Regions from separate parts of the Mus musculus genome. Here all the other regions are linked to region 2. Evidence: chromatin contacts called from public Hi-C and promoter capture Hi-C data. All regions are on one chromosome and are shown on one strand. Each heading gives the region's core, a stretch centred on a gene start, on an enhancer-like site or on the middle of the called end of the contact. The rest is flanking DNA. Distances are from core to core; before and after follow the strand shown. Region 1 holds the start of Slc44a2 (solute carrier family 44, member 2). Region 2 holds the start of Anln (anillin, actin binding protein). Region 3 holds the start of Icam4 (intercellular adhesion molecule 4, Landsteiner-Wiener blood group).

Evidence for each region. Promoter capture Hi-C pulls out the DNA fragments that hold promoters and counts their contacts. Hi-C and Micro-C count contacts between places; a contact is called where the count stands out from the background.
Region 1: a promoter capture Hi-C map of pre-B cells shows a contact between it and region 2, with 5 times the contacts expected there. The contact joins the promoter of Slc44a2 here to the promoter of Anln in region 2. A contact is called at or near these places in 1 of 39 promoter capture datasets (pre-B cells) and 1 of 9 other capture datasets (liver).
Region 3: a Hi-C map of B cells shows a contact between it and region 2, with 7 read pairs. The contact joins the promoter of Icam4 here to the promoter of Anln in region 2. A contact is called at or near these places in 1 of 39 promoter capture datasets (pre-B cells), 1 of 484 Hi-C or Micro-C datasets (B cells) and 2 of 115 datasets of contacts at active chromatin or transcription factors (astrocytes and pancreatic cancer cells).

The regions. Positions count from the first base shown.
Region 1 is chr9:21,319,351-21,322,050 of GRCm38.p6, reverse strand. Slc44a2 (solute carrier family 44, member 2) reads right to left here and starts at 1,332. Exons shown (of 23, transcript NM_001359227.1): 1 at 1,200-1,332. The coding sequence starts at 1,230. Gm39302 (predicted gene, 39302) reads left to right here and starts at 937. Exons shown (of 2, transcript NR_166671.1): 1 at 937-1,461.
Region 2 is chr9:22,387,936-22,390,635 of GRCm38.p6, reverse strand. It overlaps Anln (anillin, actin binding protein), which reads left to right and starts at 1,430. Exons shown (of 24, transcript NM_028390.3): 1 at 1,430-1,666. The coding sequence starts at 1,649. It also overlaps a transcript of 9530077C05Rik not described here.
Region 3 is chr9:21,028,144-21,030,843 of GRCm38.p6, reverse strand. It overlaps Icam4 (intercellular adhesion molecule 4, Landsteiner-Wiener blood group), which reads right to left and starts at 1,412. Exons shown (of 3, transcript NM_023892.3): 1 at 1,021-1,412; 2 at 602-907; 3 at 248-462. The coding sequence starts at 1,390. The coding sequence ends at 350. Icam1 (intercellular adhesion molecule 1) reads right to left here. Exons shown (of 7, transcript NM_010493.3): 7 at 2,030-2,700.

The sequences.
Region 1 (2,700 bases), core at 83-2,582, 1.1 Mb after region 2:
CAAGAATCCCACACCAGAGACAGCCAGAAGCACTCAATAGTTGCACAGCAACCCAAGAGCCTGGGGCTTCAGACCTTCTAGTGGTCTGGGGGCTGGCAACTTCAAGCTGGGAGAGCCCTGAAAGGCTAGGTCTTGCTACCTTCCTTTAGGCCAGGAAGGGTGTGTCACAGCCTCTGGGACCTGTCTATTCTTTTTTTTTCCTCCCCCTGGACCGCACAGACCCAGGAAAGAGGAGGAAGGCAGAGAGCCTACTTGCTTTTCTAGTTATTTTTGAACCATTTCCGGCCCCCTCCCCAAGACTCTAGAGTCTAGCAGTTTCCAGGAAGTTCCAGTCACACAAAGTGGTATATCAGGGGGAGGGATAGAGCCCCTCTGCCAGAGTCTCAGCTATGCCTCTTAAGGCTTGTGGCCGATTTAGGCCCAAGGAACCTAAAATAGATAAGAGGAAGGAGGCTCAGAGTTCAACACCCAGTCCGTGGGAACCCGGAGTCGGGTAGGGTGAGAAATCCGCATCTTGGCCCCACCCCCAGCTCCAAGTGGCTAAGGCCACCTCAGGCCTTACTGAGGTCCGGGTCTCCTGGAACCCTTAAAATTACAGGCACCTGCAACAATCAGCACAGGCAGGGAAAGTTTCTGCATTGCTCCCCGCCTGCCCGCCTCGTCTCTGACCTTCCCTGTCGCATTAGGCACCTAATTCCAGTTATACGGGACTCTTCAGCCTTGCCTCAGTTTCCCCATCTAGTACTAAGCTTGGAGTCGCTATTCTGGATGTAAATGGCGAAGATGTGGAGGACACTTGGGTCTTAAGGAGACGGGACATGTGGCGAGGTCGGGCCCCATTCTTGCCCACACCCCAAGCTAAGATCGCCTCGCATCCCCTCCCCCGCCCATCACCTAATTCTCCCAGATAACGGGACCTCCAGGCGAGGAGCATGCGCCATAAGTCCCGGCTCATCGCTCAGGAAGGGAGTAAGCTTGAAGATCCCCGAAAAGAGACACGGGGGACAACCTGGGCTAGGGCCAAGAGCTCCGGCTGAGCCAGCGCGGGATGCAGAGGCCTGAGGACGCGGACAGAAGGGCCTTCGTACTGCCTGCAGCCACGAGTGTTTTGTTTTAAGGCTCTCAGATGTTGCCCTTCCTCAAAACCCCCTCCTTCCCAAGTCAGCACAGGCGACCTACAGGCCGGAGGCTACTCCTACCATAGACTGCGTCCTTCCGATCGTCCTCCATGGCCTCAACCGAGGAGAGCTGAGTCCGAAGCCAGCGCGACCCCAACCCAAGCGGGCGGGAGACACCGCGCGCTGCTGGCCCCGCCCTGCCCCGCCTGACACCGCCCCCAGCGCGCACGCCCAAGACAGCCCCGCCCCTTAGGGGCGTGCCCAGGGAGGGGCGTTGGGGGGCAGCCACCTTCTGGTTTCCAGTCCGCTCTCTCTGTGGACAATTAGTGTGTTGCATCTGCTGGTCAGTCATTCTTTTTGTTGTTGTTGTTTTGGGTTTTGTGGGTTTGTTTTTGTTTTGTTTTTAGACAGGGTTTCTCTGTGCAGCCCTGGATGTACCGGAACTCTGTAACACGGCTGGCCTGGAACTCAAGAGATCTGTCTGCCTCAAATACTGGGATTAAAGGTGTGCTCAACCACCGCTCAGCAAGTCATTCTTTGTCCAGGTACTGAGCGCTGACTGAGCTAGGGATGCAGAAAAAGTTGTCATGTGCTCATTCATCCTATTGGTAAGATTTTGAGAGTTTGAACACAAGTCAGAAAGGAATAAAAGAGAAGGAGTGGCATGTCCCTGGGCCTCTGGGTAGGAGGTTTACGACTTTAATCTTCCAATCCCAGCACTGGGGAGGCAGAAGCTGCAGGATCTCCTTTATTATTATTATTATTATTATTATTATTATTATTATTATTTTGAGACTGAGCCTCCCTGGGGTCCTAGCTATCCTGAAAGTTGCTATGTAGACCAGACTAAGAGAGATACCCATGCCTCTATCTCTGAGTGTGGGGTTTAAAGGTGTATGCCACCATGTCCAACCTTAAAAGGTAGTTTTGAAAAACACCTATCATTCCAGCACTTGGGAGATGAAGAAGGAGGCACAGTAGTTCCAGGCTAGCCTTAGCTACACAGGAGTTTGAGGACAGCCTGGGGTACGTGAGACCCAGTCTCAATAAACAAAAATTTTCTTTGATCAGTGGAAGGTTTGAAATGTTGACAGACATGATCTAAAATAAGTTCTAGAATAACAATGATTAGGGCTGGAGCGATGTCTCAGAGGTTAAGAGCACTGCCTGCTCTCTTCCAGATCCTGTCTTTCAGAGGACCTGAGTTCAATTCCCAGCAGCCACATGGTGGTTCACAACAATATATAATGAGATCTGGTGCCCTCTTCTGGCATGCAGGCATATATGCAAGCAGAACACTATTATATACAATAAAGAAATAAATCTTGAGAAAATAAAGAATGGTTAACCTAAGCCAGGCGTGGTGGGGCACGCCTTTGATCCCAGCACTTGGGAGGCAAAGGCAGGCAGATTTCTGAGTTCGAGGCCAGCCTGGTCTACAAAATGAGTTCCAAGACAGCCAGGGCTATACAGAGAAACCCTGTCTCGATAAAAACAGAAAGAAAAAAAAAGAAAAGAAAAGAAAAGAAAAAAAGCAACCTTAGAAGTTGCTGGGCAATGGTGGCACACACCTTTAATTCCA
Region 2 (2,700 bases), core at 181-2,680:
ACGGCTACATAAATTTCCAATGACTCATTCCCAAGACTGACCTACACAGCCACACCCCAAGTACCCACACCCCTTTTCCTGTTCAGTGCTTGAAAAAAAATTCAGGCATCCGTTCCCTTTGGTTTATAGGTAGCAAATTCTAACAACCCCACACACCACACACTTAAACAAAGCTCCTTCCATTTTCTATCATTTCACAGCTCCAAGGCACCAAGGAAATTTATTATTCTTGTTATACTGTGGTCCCAAGGATCTGAATTCTTAGAAGTTGCTCTTAAAGAAGTTCTTATTCCATGCCCCAAATTCAGTTTATTACAATCTATACATTTTTAAATTCTTTATTACTTAGAAAAACATCATTAATTTATTTCCTGTGTGTGTGTGTGCAGGTCAGAGGACAATTTGCTGGAACTGGTTCTGGGTCTAGAATTCAGGTCCCAAGACTTGGTAGCAAGCGCCCTCATAGCTAGCATGTGCTCTGTCGCTGGCCCCAAGCTTCCTATTTTTATTTAGCTTTGATTCTGGACTTGACCCTTCAACACTTTCAGTTTTTCTGTTCAATAAGCACAGTTGATCCTGTTATGGACTCATTTAGGACACAGAGACTCAACCATAAACCTTGCTACCATACATCTGTTTTACACAATCTCGTAAGGACTTTAGCTCTCACAGCACCAACCTAGGCACAGAGATTTTGGTGCTTTGTCGACCTTTTGACGTATAAAGGCAAACAGTTCTACTACCAGAGGTTTGGCAACCCATCTTTTTAGACACATTCTTGGAAAGCCTAGCAGAATGTCAAATGGTAAGACACTGTGAGGGTCTCCAAAAGACCCTCCCAGGAAGAGGAAAAGGAAAGTCAGATTAAAAGTTACTCGTGCAATAGTTTGTCCTGCTTTCTGCCTGTTAAACGGGAACTTTTATTAAATATGGACTTTCCGATTGTCCCTTCTCTCAAAGTGTTCTCACTGCTGGCTTTGGGTAGTTGACTGGGATTTAAAACCGAAGGGTCTGTTACTGTCATCTCTTTTCCCCACCAAACAAAGAACTAGTCACTGGCTGAGAGTGTGGGGACCCGCCAGAGTGGTCTCTCAGGAGGTCAAGCTGGCTGTCTAGTCCCACTTCTGGTGGCAGGATCAGGCCCAAAGGCCAGAGGGCCGGACCGGGTTCGTAAGGCCCACGGAGGAAGAAGGCAGGGCGGCGGGAGCTGACAGAGTCAGGAAGGGACCCGCTACGGCGTGCGTGGGTGCGTGCGGGATGGCAGGGCCCTCTCCCTAGGCAGTTCAACGGCAGAACCGTCTCCACCCAAGCGGAGGAGAGAGAGCAGTGCTCGCAGCTCCGGACCAGTCCCAACTTGGCCGCATCACGTGACCTAGCTCAGGGGCGGGGGCAAGCGGCCCGCCCGGCCCCGCCCACCCCGCGCGCATGCGTGTCGTCCGGGGCGCTGAAATTCAAATTTTGAACGGCCGTGGTAGCCTACCGACTCCGTGGGTGCGGAGGGCAGAGCCGACTGGGTGTGAGAGCGCCCGCCGCCTCGACTGCAGTCCTCCTCCAGGAGCTGCGCCGAGCCTGCACTCACTTCTTTCCTCTTCCTGAGTTTGAACCGTCGGACCCACCGTCTAGCCGTCCACTGGTGAGGCCTGGGGCGATGGACCCGTTTACCGAGGTGAGAGACTCTGCGGGCGCTGTGAACCATGACCCCTGCCGACTCCGGGACCCCCGCCCGCGCTGTCAGCCTGCGGCCAGCGTGGCGCGTGCGCACAGCGAGCGTGCAGCCGGACGGAAGCCGCGGGGTCGCAGCCGCCCCGGCTTCGCTGCTCCGTCCCTGGCTCTGGGGAAGGCAGGGCCTCAAAAACCCCATGCAAACCCCGAGCTCTGTAGTCGTTTAGCCTTCCTCCACTCCCCCAAGTGCTGGCTCGGGGTGTGAGCGCCTGGGCGCTCTGGCTTGAGCCTGCCCCCCCGGCTCCCGGGACTTAAAGCACGCTTCCCTCCATCCTTCATCCGTCTTGCTGTGACCCGGGAGAGTGCCGCTCAGGGGCCTAGTGGGACAAGCCCTGCCCTAAAGCTGGAATAGTTGGCAGGGTGGAGTCGGCCCAGTGACTCGTACTGTGTGCTTGGAATCTGATGGAAGTGATAAAGGACTTCACAGGCCCAGAGGAGCTTGAGCGCTTAAGAATCCTGTGATGAAACCACCGAAGTCTAAATGAGCAGGTGCTTTAGCCTGGCGTCCTTCATAAGTCACGGCTCTACTAACTTTAGAAAGAAAGTCTCATGCACAGGGTTGATACTGGTTGAAAGGAAACAGGGCTTATAGTTACCTCAGCGTGTACAAAACAAAATTATAAGTGTATGCTGTAGGGTTGGTACACCTCAGTGTTTATGTAGCGTATCATTTCAACAATGCTTTCCTCATCTCTTCCTTGGAAATAAGGTCTAGATTCCGTTGTTAATCTTATTATTTATGCCTAGTTTTAGCTTCACGTTGCAGCTGTACACCGACATTCAGGATTGCGTGTTGCTGTTGGCCCATTCTTTTATTGCAGGACAGTTCCTCTTTTTCTTTTGCTTCAAGCTGTTCTTTAAATTTCAAGACTTGTGAGTTTTGTAAAGTGGGCATACAGTGTTTCTGTACTACATTGAAAAATGTCGTAGAGGATAGTAATAATTTATTTTGGGTAGTGTAGTTAACAATTCCATAAG
Region 3 (2,700 bases), core at 163-2,662, 1.4 Mb after region 2:
CCAAGAGTCAGCCCTGGAGGGGAGGTCAGTTTAGTCTTTCTGCCCCGCACAAATAAAGCTAACAAAACTCTACGCAGAGGAACTCGGGTTCTAGGACCCCATGCTGGCCTTGAAGGAGAAATTTCAAGGTGTTGTTTCCTCCAGTACTACCTCTAATCTACTAATCTTCAGCCCCTACGTAAGGAATTTGGAAAAAGTAAGGTACCTTAAAAAAGAAACCACTTTCTCCAAGAACCGTAAGGCAGAGACTGAGGAGGAAGACTTTATTGTTTCAATAAGAGTCTCTGAATTAATTACTCTGAAGTTCTTTTCCCCTCCCTCTTGTCAGGCATCGAAAACAGATCTATAACTAAGTCTGCACAGCCAGGTACTTGCGCACGTAGACAGCCCCCACAGCCAGGAGGATCCCCACCAGGGTTGCGATGGAGGTAGAGGCCAAGGCTATAGAGGCTGGGCTTAAAGCTGTGGGCAGGAGTGAAAATCAGGAACTAGGAGGTCTGAGGACCGCCAAGCGTGGAGCCCACGCCTGTTCTGCAGGCCCCCTTGGAGTGGCAACATCCCCTCTCCCGCACCCATTCCCTGGGATTACAGGATGCCTCACCGAGGACTGTCAACATAACAGGTGCCGAGCTGCTGCGCACCACTAGCCCGTCGAGATTGAGGCGCGCATGGCAGGTGAGTGGCTGCCAGAGGTCGTTGAGTCCGGCCCGCATCACGTAGGTCAAAGTGACATTAGCCAAATCTGAACCGGTGAAGCGCTCCAGGCTTTCATGATAAATCACTCGGCCACCTCTTCTCAGGCTCACCACCAAGAATCCCACTGGGAACACGTGTGTCACATAGCATCGCAGAGTGTACTTGTGGCCCACTAGGACCGGAGGCTCCAAGATCACGCTTCTGGGCCGTTCTAAGGCAAGAGAGATAAGGCCCACAGGCACCCCTTAAAGCAATTACCATCTATCCGCTTCCTCCACCCCTCTCCCCTCACCCCAGCCCGGCCTGAGCCCCGGTCTCCCTCACTGTAAGCAGTGATCCTGGCGGTGGCCTCTCGGGTTTCTCCTGCGCAAGTGACGACGCAGCGCACCTTGGAATTCCAGGCCCTCACATCCAGTAGCTGGTAAGATACCCAGCCGGATCCATTAACTATCTTTCCCTGCCGCAGTTGGGTGCGCAGGCTGGAATGCACCGGCAGGGGGCAGTTGTGGCTGCAGTTAAGCCACGCTGAGCCCCCGGGAGGCACGGCCTCTAGCTCTGGATTAAGACGCACCCAGAAAGGTGCTGAGGTCACGGAAGGCGCGGGAGGACTTTGCATCCACTCTTGCTGGGGGCTCCCACCCCTCGGATAGGCAGCCACCAGCAAAAGCGACGGGAGCAGAAGGGCAGACTCCATGGCACAAAGCCCGCGCTGAAGTGCGGGCGGAACGCCAGGGAGTTTAGGCTGGCCGCAGGAGATAAGAAGGCACCCTGGCCACGCCCCAGAATGGGCCTCGGCCGGCCCTGATGAAGATACCTGCCTCCCCTCCCATCAGACCCTACAATCAACCAAAAGCCATTGCACAGTTCTGGACCTGCTCTTTAGTTTTTACGTAAGCCCCAAGAAGTCTTTAAAAATTAAAAAATAAAATAACGCTTGGTGATGGCACATGCCTTTGATCCCAGCACTCCCAGGGAGGCAGATCTCTGTAAGTTCAAGGCCATCCTGATCTACACTGGGAAACCCTGTCTATCTAACGTAGATTTTACTAGACATGGCAGTGGCTTTGTCATTTAGTCCTAGCATTCAGGAGACAGGTTGGCCCATCTTTGTGAAGTCAAGGCCAGCCCATTCCACATAGCAGATTTCAGGACATCCATGGCCACAAAGAGAACCTGTCTCAAAAAAGAAAGGGGGTGGGGGTGGGGACCAACCTGATCCACAGACTCAGAGTTAGGGTTAGGTTACCAGACAACCCTGAGGCATTATGGGAGTCGGCAGTCCTTAGGGCTTTGCCTAACTGATGTGATGACTGTACACAAACTCACAAGACACTCAGGCCGACATAAAACTTTATTGATTCAAAGGAAAGGTTTCTGTGCTGGGAGGGGTGCTTACCCTCCCACAGCAGCTTGCACGACCCTTCTAAGGAGTTGGAACATTTCCTTCCAGGCTTTCTCTTTGAGGTGGAGCCGCCTGGGACCATGATTTCATGAGCATGAGGCTCGATTGTTCAGCTGCTAAGGCATGGTGGCTGACATTGGGAACAAAAGTAGGTGGGGAGGTGCTGGGACGCTCCAGGATGTGGAGGAGCAGAGAACCACTGCCAGTCCACATAGTGTTTATGTGACTGGTGAAAAAAGTCGACCCTTATGAGAAAAGCATCCTGACCAGTAGAGAAACCCTCGACCCATGTGATCTTTCCCCAGACTCTCACAGCATCTGCAGCAGGGTCCAGGCCATAACTTATACATTCACCTCCTCACTGATCTACTATATACAGGGTACTCAATAAATAGCTGGTAAAACTCTAAATTAATAAATACATCAAGAAGAGTTGGGGACAATGTCTCAGCTTTCCTGTGTCGGGGGGAAGTGTGGTCTTCTTGCTTGTGTCTACTGGATATCATGTCTTCCTTAGGCAGGAGCCCCTCAGCAGGGGCAATAGAGAATGAAGTCAGCGTTTCTTGGCTGAAGGTCCACCGGGCTGTAGGTGGGTCCGGGTC